Linked DNA regions of Anser cygnoides: region 1 is linked to region 2. A link is a contact called in public Hi-C data. All regions are on one chromosome and are shown on one strand. Each heading gives the region's core, a stretch centred on a gene start, on an enhancer-like site or on the middle of the called end of the contact. The rest is flanking DNA. Distances are from core to core; before and after follow the strand shown. Region 1 holds the start of CEP76 (centrosomal protein 76). Region 2 holds the start of CIDEA (cell death inducing DFFA like effector a).

What was found. A called contact is a pair of places that touch in the nucleus more often than the background predicts.
Region 1: a contact with region 2 is called in a Hi-C map of liver, with 1.7 times the contacts expected there. The contact joins the promoter of CEP76 here to the promoter of CIDEA in region 2. A contact is called at or near these places in 3 of 7 Hi-C or Micro-C datasets (granulosa cells and liver).

The regions. Positions count from the first base shown.
Region 1 is chr2:107,752,265-107,756,945 of Taihu_goose_T2T_genome, reverse strand. CEP76 (centrosomal protein 76) reads right to left here and starts at 3,281. Exons shown (of 12, transcript XM_013179503.3): 1 at 3,133-3,281; 2 at 2,520-2,675; 3 at 1,769-1,850; 4 at 1,138-1,362. The coding sequence starts at 3,210. It overlaps PSMG2 (proteasome assembly chaperone 2), which reads left to right and starts at 3,275. Exons shown (of 9, transcript XR_010828941.1): 1 at 3,275-3,414.
Region 2 is chr2:107,983,470-107,988,084 of Taihu_goose_T2T_genome, reverse strand. It overlaps CIDEA (cell death inducing DFFA like effector a), which reads left to right and starts at 1,365. Exons shown (of 5, transcript XM_048077117.2): 1 at 1,365-1,515. The coding sequence starts at 1,478. LOC106034993 (a long non-coding RNA gene) reads right to left here and starts at 391. Exons shown (of 8, transcript XR_010828947.1): 1 at 56-391.

The sequences.
Region 1 (4,681 bases), core at 2,032-4,531, 230 kb after region 2:
CTTGCATCTAGAAGCATAAACAACAATCCTATCTTAAACTCAGATTAGGATGGAGCTACAGAAAGACTACAATCAATTTAGAGAGGGGATAAAAAGATTACTATATTTGACTACCCTAATGTAAATGGTTCAGTTGTACAACAAATTAAAAATGGGATTAACATTTAAGAAAATAAAAGATATTATTCTGAAAGTACCACTAAGTAAAAGCAATTGCAAATACTCTCTTAATAACTTCATGTCTATTTACTATACATCAGTATTTAGGAAACGACTTCCTCTGTAGGTGGGCATGACCCTATGCTGTAAATCGCTTTCTGTGCAGCAGAATTAACAAAGCCTGGTTTTCCCTGAATTTGTGGTATATTCACTCCATCCCCCATGTCCAACTGCACAAACTCCAGCTTTCTCTCTCTGCTCCCTGATATTCCATGAGCCACCCTGAATTTCTATAGGATTCGGACAGCATCAACATGCTCTTCCTTTATCCCACTACCTTAAGTCTTCCCTATTTATTCCAGAAGTCTTCCCTTAACATTTAACTCCCACCATGTTCCCTGGCTACCAACAGCACAGGTAAAGCAGGCTGCAGATGACTGCCTATTGTGCAGATGTCTGCCGCCTGGTAGGCGAACTGAATGTACAATAAAGTTTTTCCTTCCATATGGTGACAAATTTACATCTCTCTTCACAGAAGGGTTGATGGTGGAAGGGACCTCTGGAGGTCATCTGGTCCAACTCCTCTGCTGAAGCAGGGCCACCTAAAGCAGGTTGCCCAGGACCACGTCCAGGAGGCTTCTGAAGTACCTCCAGGGAGATGCTGCCCCCTTCTTCACTTGTCAGCACAAAGCTTGTGAAAATCACAGCCATTTTAGCATCTCTTACCATCCTTAAGATTACTATCTCACTGTCAATTCTGGATAAAGTGACTTTTAAATGAGACCAACTTTAGAGTGGAAAAGTAGTAAGAATAGAGAAAGATCTAGAAGTGGCAAAACCTAATACAGTTATCAATTTCCCTAGGAAAACATGATTAAGAAATAGGGAAAAAAACACCAAATAATATCAAATATAATTCAGAATAACTATAAAGCCAGGGAAAGGAAAAAAAAAAACACCACAGTATCAGGTCCTTACCTAGGCTATCCTTGTGTACTTCAAGTAAAAAGCCATCATTAAAGTCTGGCTCACAGGCGCAGGGAACGGGTTTAGAACGGAAGCGCTGATTTCGGAAATGTAAACACAGAGTGAAAGTAGAACAGATTTGGCCAGGCAGAGGATCTGGTTCCTGAAGATGTTCCAGAAAAGCTTTCCCACCCAGAACCTGAAGGTAAAGATACCTTCGTGTTGGGTCAATGTTAGCTGTAAAGCGTAGCAACAAAAATAAAGAGACTACAAAAACAGGCCTTAGGAAGCATGTTAAATATCAGCTACCTAACAGGAGAATAGAAATGTGAAATTTTTTCACAAGTCCTTAGAAGAAAGTGATTTTAAAATACACAGAACCTATCTTAATGCAAAATAAGTGAAACTCTTACAAGTCAAGCTTTAAGTGACACTAATATCTGCAGCTTACGCGAACCAATATCTTTTAGATAAGCAGGAAAGACATTTATTTCTCCACAGTTTGCAGGGTTTAAATGAATCCAGTCCATATTGGATTACTAATTCCAAATTCAGTAATCATACACTTCAAATTTCTTTCTAGACTATGATCTATGATCCAAAAAAACCACAACAAAAAACAAAGAATAAACAAGTAACATACTTTTTTTCAGAACTGGTGGTTCTCTAGCAACAAAATGTGTTGATGGTTTTGAAGCAGAAGTCCTCTCCTTTTCATTCATATCCTGGAACCACAATTAAGACACTTTTAAGGTGTCAAGTAAGGCAACAGCACTCTTCCCAGTCTTCTAAAATTTAAAGAATCCTCTACTTCAAATGAACATCATTCCTTGTGTATGCTCCCTTCTAGTACGTGAGACTTAAAACTGAACAAATACTTTCAATATAGTATCATCATTACATCTACTTTAGTACACACATTATGCTGCTCTGCTCTCAAAACATCACAAACCACTAAATCCTTAGGAAGCTTTAGAAATGAATTCCAGCATCTAAAGGGGGCCTACAGGAAAGATGGAGGGAGTCTTTGTCAAGGAGCATAGGGATTGGACAAAGGTGAACAGCTTTAAGCTAAGAGAGATCTAGATAAGACATTTGGAATAAATTATTCACTCAGAGGACGCTGAGACCCTGGCACAGGCTGCCCAGAGAAGCTGTGGATGCCCCATCCCTGGAGGTGCTCAAGGCCAGGCTGGATGGGGCTTTGGGCAGCCTGCTCTGGTGGGAGGTGTCCCTGCCCATGGCAGGGGGGCTGGAATCTGGTGATCTTTAATGTTCCTTCCTACGCAAACCATTCTGTGATTCTATGATTCTAGTGAGTTATAACTTTGTCAACACACCACATCAGTGAGAAGAATAAGCAAAAATTTTATCCCTCCTCAACAGCTACTTACAGTTACAAATTTAAGTTCCTTCATAACATCATCAACAATTCCTCGTTGCCTTAAGGCTTTTATCAGATCTTCTGTGGACAACTGTTGATGCTCAGGTGCTAGCTCCTCACGTATAGTCTCAGCAAGAACTTCTCTGATCCTGCCATGGACATCCATCTGAAAGAAAATTCATGATATGCTACAACTGTAAGCCCTTTATAGCAGTTATGACTAAAGAGGCACTCTACAAGAGTGCAGGAACGTGGAAATGACTACTCCAAGAAGATTACTCCTTTTTACACACAGTTAAAAGTCTTTTAATTTAGCAGGAACTAGTCAGAGAAGTCACACACTCTCAGCGAAGCAGCTCTATGAAGTAAAAAAAAATCAAGAGCCTACCAAACCTGAGCAGGTTTGCTGCCTTTGACAGCTTCCTTAAGCATCCCTACTCGGAAAGAGCTCTGTAAACCTATTAATTAGGTCTGTAAACCTGTTAATTACAAGATGCCCGCTGTTCGCCTCTCCCAAAATTCAACACTGCGGATAATCGGGTCTTAAATTTTTAAGGGTAAAAGTGCAGCAGTATATATGCTGGAAGGGAAGGCACAGGGGCAAGACCTCTTCTCGCACGCACCTTGACGAGCTGCCGCTGGATGAGCTCCCGCAGCTCCGAGGCTCGCTCGGGGGGCAGCGACATGGCGGCGGCCGCCATGACGGGAGGGGGGCGGGGGGGGGTGAAGCCGCGCGCCAGGCCCCGCCCCCAGCCGCCCGCCAACGGTCGCGGCGCGAGGCGGGCCGTTAGCGGCCGTTACCGCCCCGCTGAGGCGGCTCGGCGCGGCTCCCTCAGCGCCCGGCCGGCATGTTCGTCCCGTGCGAGGGCGGCGGCCCCGACCTCCAGGGCTTCACGCTGCTCATGGTAAGCGCCGCCGCTGCTGCTGCTGCTGCTGCTGCTGCCCCCCCCCCGTGAGGCTCCCCCCCGGGCGCCGCTGAGGGGAACCGGCCGCGGCCCTCGGCACAGCTCCCCCCGGCACGGCTCCCCCCGGCAGGGCTCCGCGCGTTGCCTTCCGGTTCCGTCGATTCCTCCCCTCCTCAGCCTCCCCCGGGTTTTGTTCCTGACGGCCTCGGCGGTGCTTGCTGGGCTATAGTTACGTGCTCTCCCTCCCAGGTTAAAATGGCACGTGTAGTTTCGCAATATTGGCAGGACCTGTGGGGTCGGCACTGGAATAAAAAAAAATGTTTTTTTTTTTTTCATTTAGTTGCTGTATTTACATTTTATGTGGAAAAAAAATCCTCATTTGTTCTGTATTTAAACTCAGATTATGAAAGAATCATATTTTTTCAGGATTAAGAAAGTATTTTAATCATTTTCAAACCTGCTATGAAATCAACTGACGATGATCAGCCTGAGGCTACTTTGTTTATTTTGGGATAAGAGTTCCTGTCAGGCTGTGAAGCCCTAAGCCATTATTTTTCCTACTCGTAAGTTCCTTTACTGTATTATTTACAAGCAACTTCACCACTGTTCATCTCGAGAGCTACGCAGCCCCTCGTGACTTGATGAGTTGGGCTCGATGATCCTTGTGGGTCCCTTCCAACTCGGGGTATTCTGTGATTCCATGCTTCTGTGACTCTGCGAACTCATAGGCGGTGCGTGCAGGAAATCGCTCCCGATCAGCTGACAAGTCAGAGGAAATAGGTCACTGCCGTGTTCTTCAGCGAGGGGTACCACGCTGTCCAGTCGCAGCCAGCTTGGAGTGACAGTCTCTAAGTGCCAGTAAGGCCGCTTTCGCTGTGAGCTTGTCAGGATCGAGTTCGTTGTGTTCCCACATGGGGTGGCACTTCGGGCGTTAGCAAAATCATAGGCACGGGCTTGCTTAGAAGTCACAGGGAAGCAACTGAAAATGCTAACGTCAGACACAAATGCTTGAAATTCTCTTACTGTGCTGTTAGATTAGGTCAGCGTCTGCCCTAATCACCTTTTCTATCACCTTTTGGTGATAACCCATGGCAATTCCAACGAAACGAATACCAAGATGACATCCATCCTTAAAAGAAAATGGAAAACGCTTTGTGTATATTGCTCAAACTGACGCTTACAGTCTTATGTGTAATATCAACATTGCCATTAGGTGTCACTTGAGGCCATCCGATCTCTGCATTCATTTTTAGAGTGACTTTTACCT
Region 2 (4,615 bases), core at 116-2,615:
CCCATTTTGCTTAAATAACCTCAGTTGTGCCCACAATCAACCATAAGATACAGACCCAGGGGAAAACAGACTGCTTTGAGTCCAATGCCCAGAGAAATATCTACAGTTGCCCATTTCCCATTCTCCTTGACTTACTGCCAGGGGCATATCACAGAACTGTAACAAAACTACATGTCGTAGTAGTAGTTTGGAGTAGAGATCTTCAGAGGTCCCTTCTAACCTGTGGTAGGGGATAGAAAAAGAAGGGGTTAACTTTTGAGAAGGGGGGGCCCTCACACCTGCAAGCCCTAAGGAGCCTGAGGAAGAAGAGATAAGAGCCCGAGCTCAGGTTCACATAGGGAAGCCTGTTGGTCTAAGCTTTGCTGTGGGGAAGTGGGATTGCTTCTTTTACCGGGTGGGGGGACACAATGCAATTTGTCCCAGATTAAAAGGTTTATTTTTTTTTTACTGCCGATAAGGGCCCCAAAGCTGAGGCTTGAGGACGTTTATGCAGGGTCTGGCTGAGTGCTGTTGAAGCCTGGAAAGCAAAGAAAGAAGGTGGGTGGCTCCTGTGCGCTGAACAAGCCGGACCAGAAAAACAGTCCCATCCATGGGGTCACCCTGGGTGAGGTCCGGGCCCTGTCACCAAGGGTGTCCCTGCGGAGCCTTCCGGATCGAGCCTCCTGCCACCGGGCAGCGTCATGGAGCTCCCTCCTCACCGGCTGGCCCTAGGTCAGTGGGGCACGGAGCAGCCAGGCTCTGACTTGGTTTCTCTGTGATCATGGTTTTAGAGCTGTGAAAATGAACGTGTTGTTTCAGAGCTGAAATGTACCGTACCTGTGCCTGTGGGCAAGCGTGAAAAGGAAAAAAAATTACATGTTTATCTGCCCCATAAACAGAAATCACTGCTGCCCATGCCCTAGGAAGGCTAAATACCTCCAGTGAAGCTACTATATACATTAATCCAAGTTGTAAGCTTATTCCCAGGCTCTAAAATCAGAAGCTGAAGCACTTTAATCTGTTGATTTACTCTAATGCTTAGAGGCTTCAAATGGGATTGGCTCCTGCTGTTGCTATATTAGCTATAACTCAGATACACACGGAACAAGCAATCTTTCTCTTTCCTTCCCTGGGTAAACGACAAGAAAAAGAAAAAAAAACAACTAATCGGGAATAACAATAACGATAAATCTTCCCTCCGAGGTGCTTTGCCTGGCACCTGTCAGCACAACCCCGCCACCATCCGTCGTGACAGGGAGCAGCTTGGAGCCGGCCGGGTCTCGGGGCGGGGGAAGGGGGCCCAGGGGTGGGACGGACAGCACCCCAGGACAAGGACATGGCTGCTCCAGCAGCACACCCCCCGGGCATGCCTCCCCTCTCCCGGGGGCGGGCTGAGGGCCGCCCCGGGGGCAGGCCGGCCGGGGAGGCGGAGCGGCCCCGCTCCCCTTTAAGGGCGGTGGCGGCCGGCGCTGCCCGGCGGCTGGGGGGGGGACGGGCCATGGAGGCGGCGCGGGGCTACGTGGGCTCGGCGGTGCGGTGAGTGTCCCCGTGTCCTTTTAATTTATTTTTTTAAGAAGCCTGAGAAGCGGAGGTTCGCTCGGCGGGGGAGCTCGGCGCCGTCCCCGCTCGTCCCGGGGTCGGTGCTGGCGTTTGGGGTGTCTGCTCCGCTTCTGCGCCTCGCGGGCTGTGGTGTCTTTTCAGGCTGTGTTTATCGGGGAAGCCAGGTGGGACACACGGTCTCCCGGCTGATTTCTGACTTATTTCTGGTTTTGTTGTTACTGCCGTTGTCGTTTGTCAGTGAACTCTAACCTAAAAATCCAGCCGTGCCATATTCTGAAGCTCTTGTGTTGTGCAATGTTGGTTTTCCTGAGGCTGAGGACCATTGCACCACATTCTTAGACAAACATACAGGGCATATTGCAAACAAAGATAACGAGTGAAATTAGCGTACAGGGCTCAAGGCAGGTTTTTAATCCCTGGTTTCTCCTCCAAACCAAAGAGCTCAGCTGTCCCCCAGCCCTGGCACTACACCGAATGCTTGGGACAGTGTCCGCGAGTCTCTAAGTGGCTGGGGTTATACGGAGCAAGCTGGATGATGTGCTAGAGCTTGAAGATATTTGCTTCTTCAGTTATAAATGCTTTTCTGAGTTCTTGTGTTTTCCACTGACATAGGATCCCTCCTCTTGTAGGGAAGAGCGAAGATCTGCACTTCAGCACCATCCCTTTCCTCTGTACCGCTTGTCCCCTGACGCTTGATCTCCTTTTAGTAGGCAATTATTTTCAGTAACTCCAATCTAACAGGGAAATTCCCTGCAAAAAAAGAAGTGATATTTCTTTCTAAGAGTCCCAAACAAAGGCTGACACCTGTGAGTCTCTGGTCTGCATATGTGTGAGGGGAAACAAGCAAAACAGGCTTTAGGCAGTAGACCCAGAAATGGAAGGGTTCACTCTGTTTTCAGGCTTTTTTTTTTAACTATACTGGCTTTTGTTACCTAGTACTTAATATTGACTGGAACCTCACCCTGCTCTAGACGTACTGCTTCATGGGCAGACTTACTTGAAAGATTTTGACTGCTCTTATGGAAACATAAGTGGAATGGCATCGCTTGTTAAATACCTACCCGAGACTTGGACTGCTGTTAAGTGGCAGCCTGGTGGAGCTAATGAAAGTCCTGGTTTATTAATCTCTTTGTTTTTGACTTCTTTCCGCCAATAGAATTAGGCAACGGTATAAGATCGTGGTTGTTGAGCTCTGAAGAAAATTTTTCTTAGACCTACAAAAACGGGCTTATGGAGTTGGCTCTGCTAATGCCCGAGATGAACCCTTGCTCTTAAAAGATCTTGAGTCCTGCCTGTGAGCTGTGTCCCTAATACTCTTCCTGCTGCATCGGGATGTGTGGCTTGGCTTTTTTCCTTACGCTTTGTCTCTTTATGAATAGCAACTGGGCTTAAGTAATGGGAAAGAACAGGACTGGTATCTTCTGTCATCACAAAAGAAATCTCGGCAGTATTGTCATGTATACCACTCAAGGAAATATTCTACATGATAGTTTTCAAACATGTGGGGGGGGAATGGGTTGTGCTAGCTCTGGAAGTGTTCTCTCATGAATCCTAAATGCTGCACTTGCTAACAACCAGGTGCCCAGCAAAGTGGGGTCACCAGCGCTGAGATAAATGCACGGGCTTCATACCTGAGGAGGAGACTGGAGTGATTCAGAATGGGAGCTGCCTGCAGACTGGCAGGGTGATTGGGGCACTGCTTAGTCAGTGCGGAGATTAACACACACACACACACCCTGTCCTAGCACACTTTCCGTCTATGGAGGGGAAGTTAGTGTCTTCCTCCGTGCTATTTGTCATCTTGTCCTCCTCCCTGGTTGTGATCCTTCTCCAGGAGGAAAATGCGTATAGCTTTTTCATTTGAAACAATGACAGTCTCCTAAAAACCTTACTGAATGCTCACCCGCACCTGCTTTGTTATGCCACACAAACATACTTGCAAAGTGTTGAAAGCCAGACCTAGTGTTCAGACAGCACTACTGAGACACTATTAGGTTCAGCTAGAAATAATACTTGAACACCCCACTCCTTTTAAAAATATATGCTCCAATAATGCTGATGAGTTTTTGAGGAAGAGAAACTCTTCATTGTACAGAGGAAAAGTAGTATCCCAAAGCCCTGTAGAATTAGTGGTTCAGAATGAGAGCAGGAAAGAAGTTAATTACTGAAATTAGCTAGCTAGTCACAAAAATGACTTCCCGTGCATCTCAAAAATATGCTTAAAGACCAGATACGAGATCTGGAAAAGATATTTATTTTCTTCCAGGTGGTGATTTTTGGCAAATTGTCTGGGTATCAAATTAACCAATACAATTTGGCAGTAAAAAGCTGTCACTGGTGATATTTAGGGGAATATCACCTAGGGATATTTAAGTGATATAATTCGAGAACATAAACAGTCACTATTGAAGATGTGATTGTCCAGGAAAACTCAAAACCTCTTTCTAAAAGAATCACAGAATCTGCCAAGCTGGAAGGGACCCACGAGGAGTCCAACTCCTGGCTCCGCACAGGACCACCCAAAAAACAGACCCTATGTCTGAGAGCGTTGTCCAAACACTTCTTCAAGTCCGGCAGGCTCAGTGCTGTGACCAGTGCCCTGGGGAGCTTGTCCCAGTGCCCGACCACCCTCTGGGTGCAGAGCCTTTCCCTAACCCCCAGCCTGACCCTCCCCTGTCCCAGCTCCATGCTGTTCCAAAAAAGTGTTTGAATTCCTAGCCTCTCTGGTAGCCTGCTCCAATGCTATCCGCTTGTGTACTTGGATCTTAATTTAATTTCATTCAGCTTCCTTTGATACATTAGGGCACAAACAAGTCTTATTTTGTCATTCTCAAAGCTAAATGAAGTTTTATAGGCTGTAGATGTTATTTATAATCATCTTTGCCGTTTGCAAGTCAAGCATAACTATCAAAAAGCTCCACTTGCATTCTGAAACTAGGTGTTTTGAATACGGACGGTATGTTCAGTCTCCCTAAAGCTAACCCTTACCTTAAATAAATAGTTGAAAGTAGTCGTGTGTACCATCTGACCGAGTGTTTATCTTGCAGGTAAAGAGAGTGATTTATATGGCTGCATG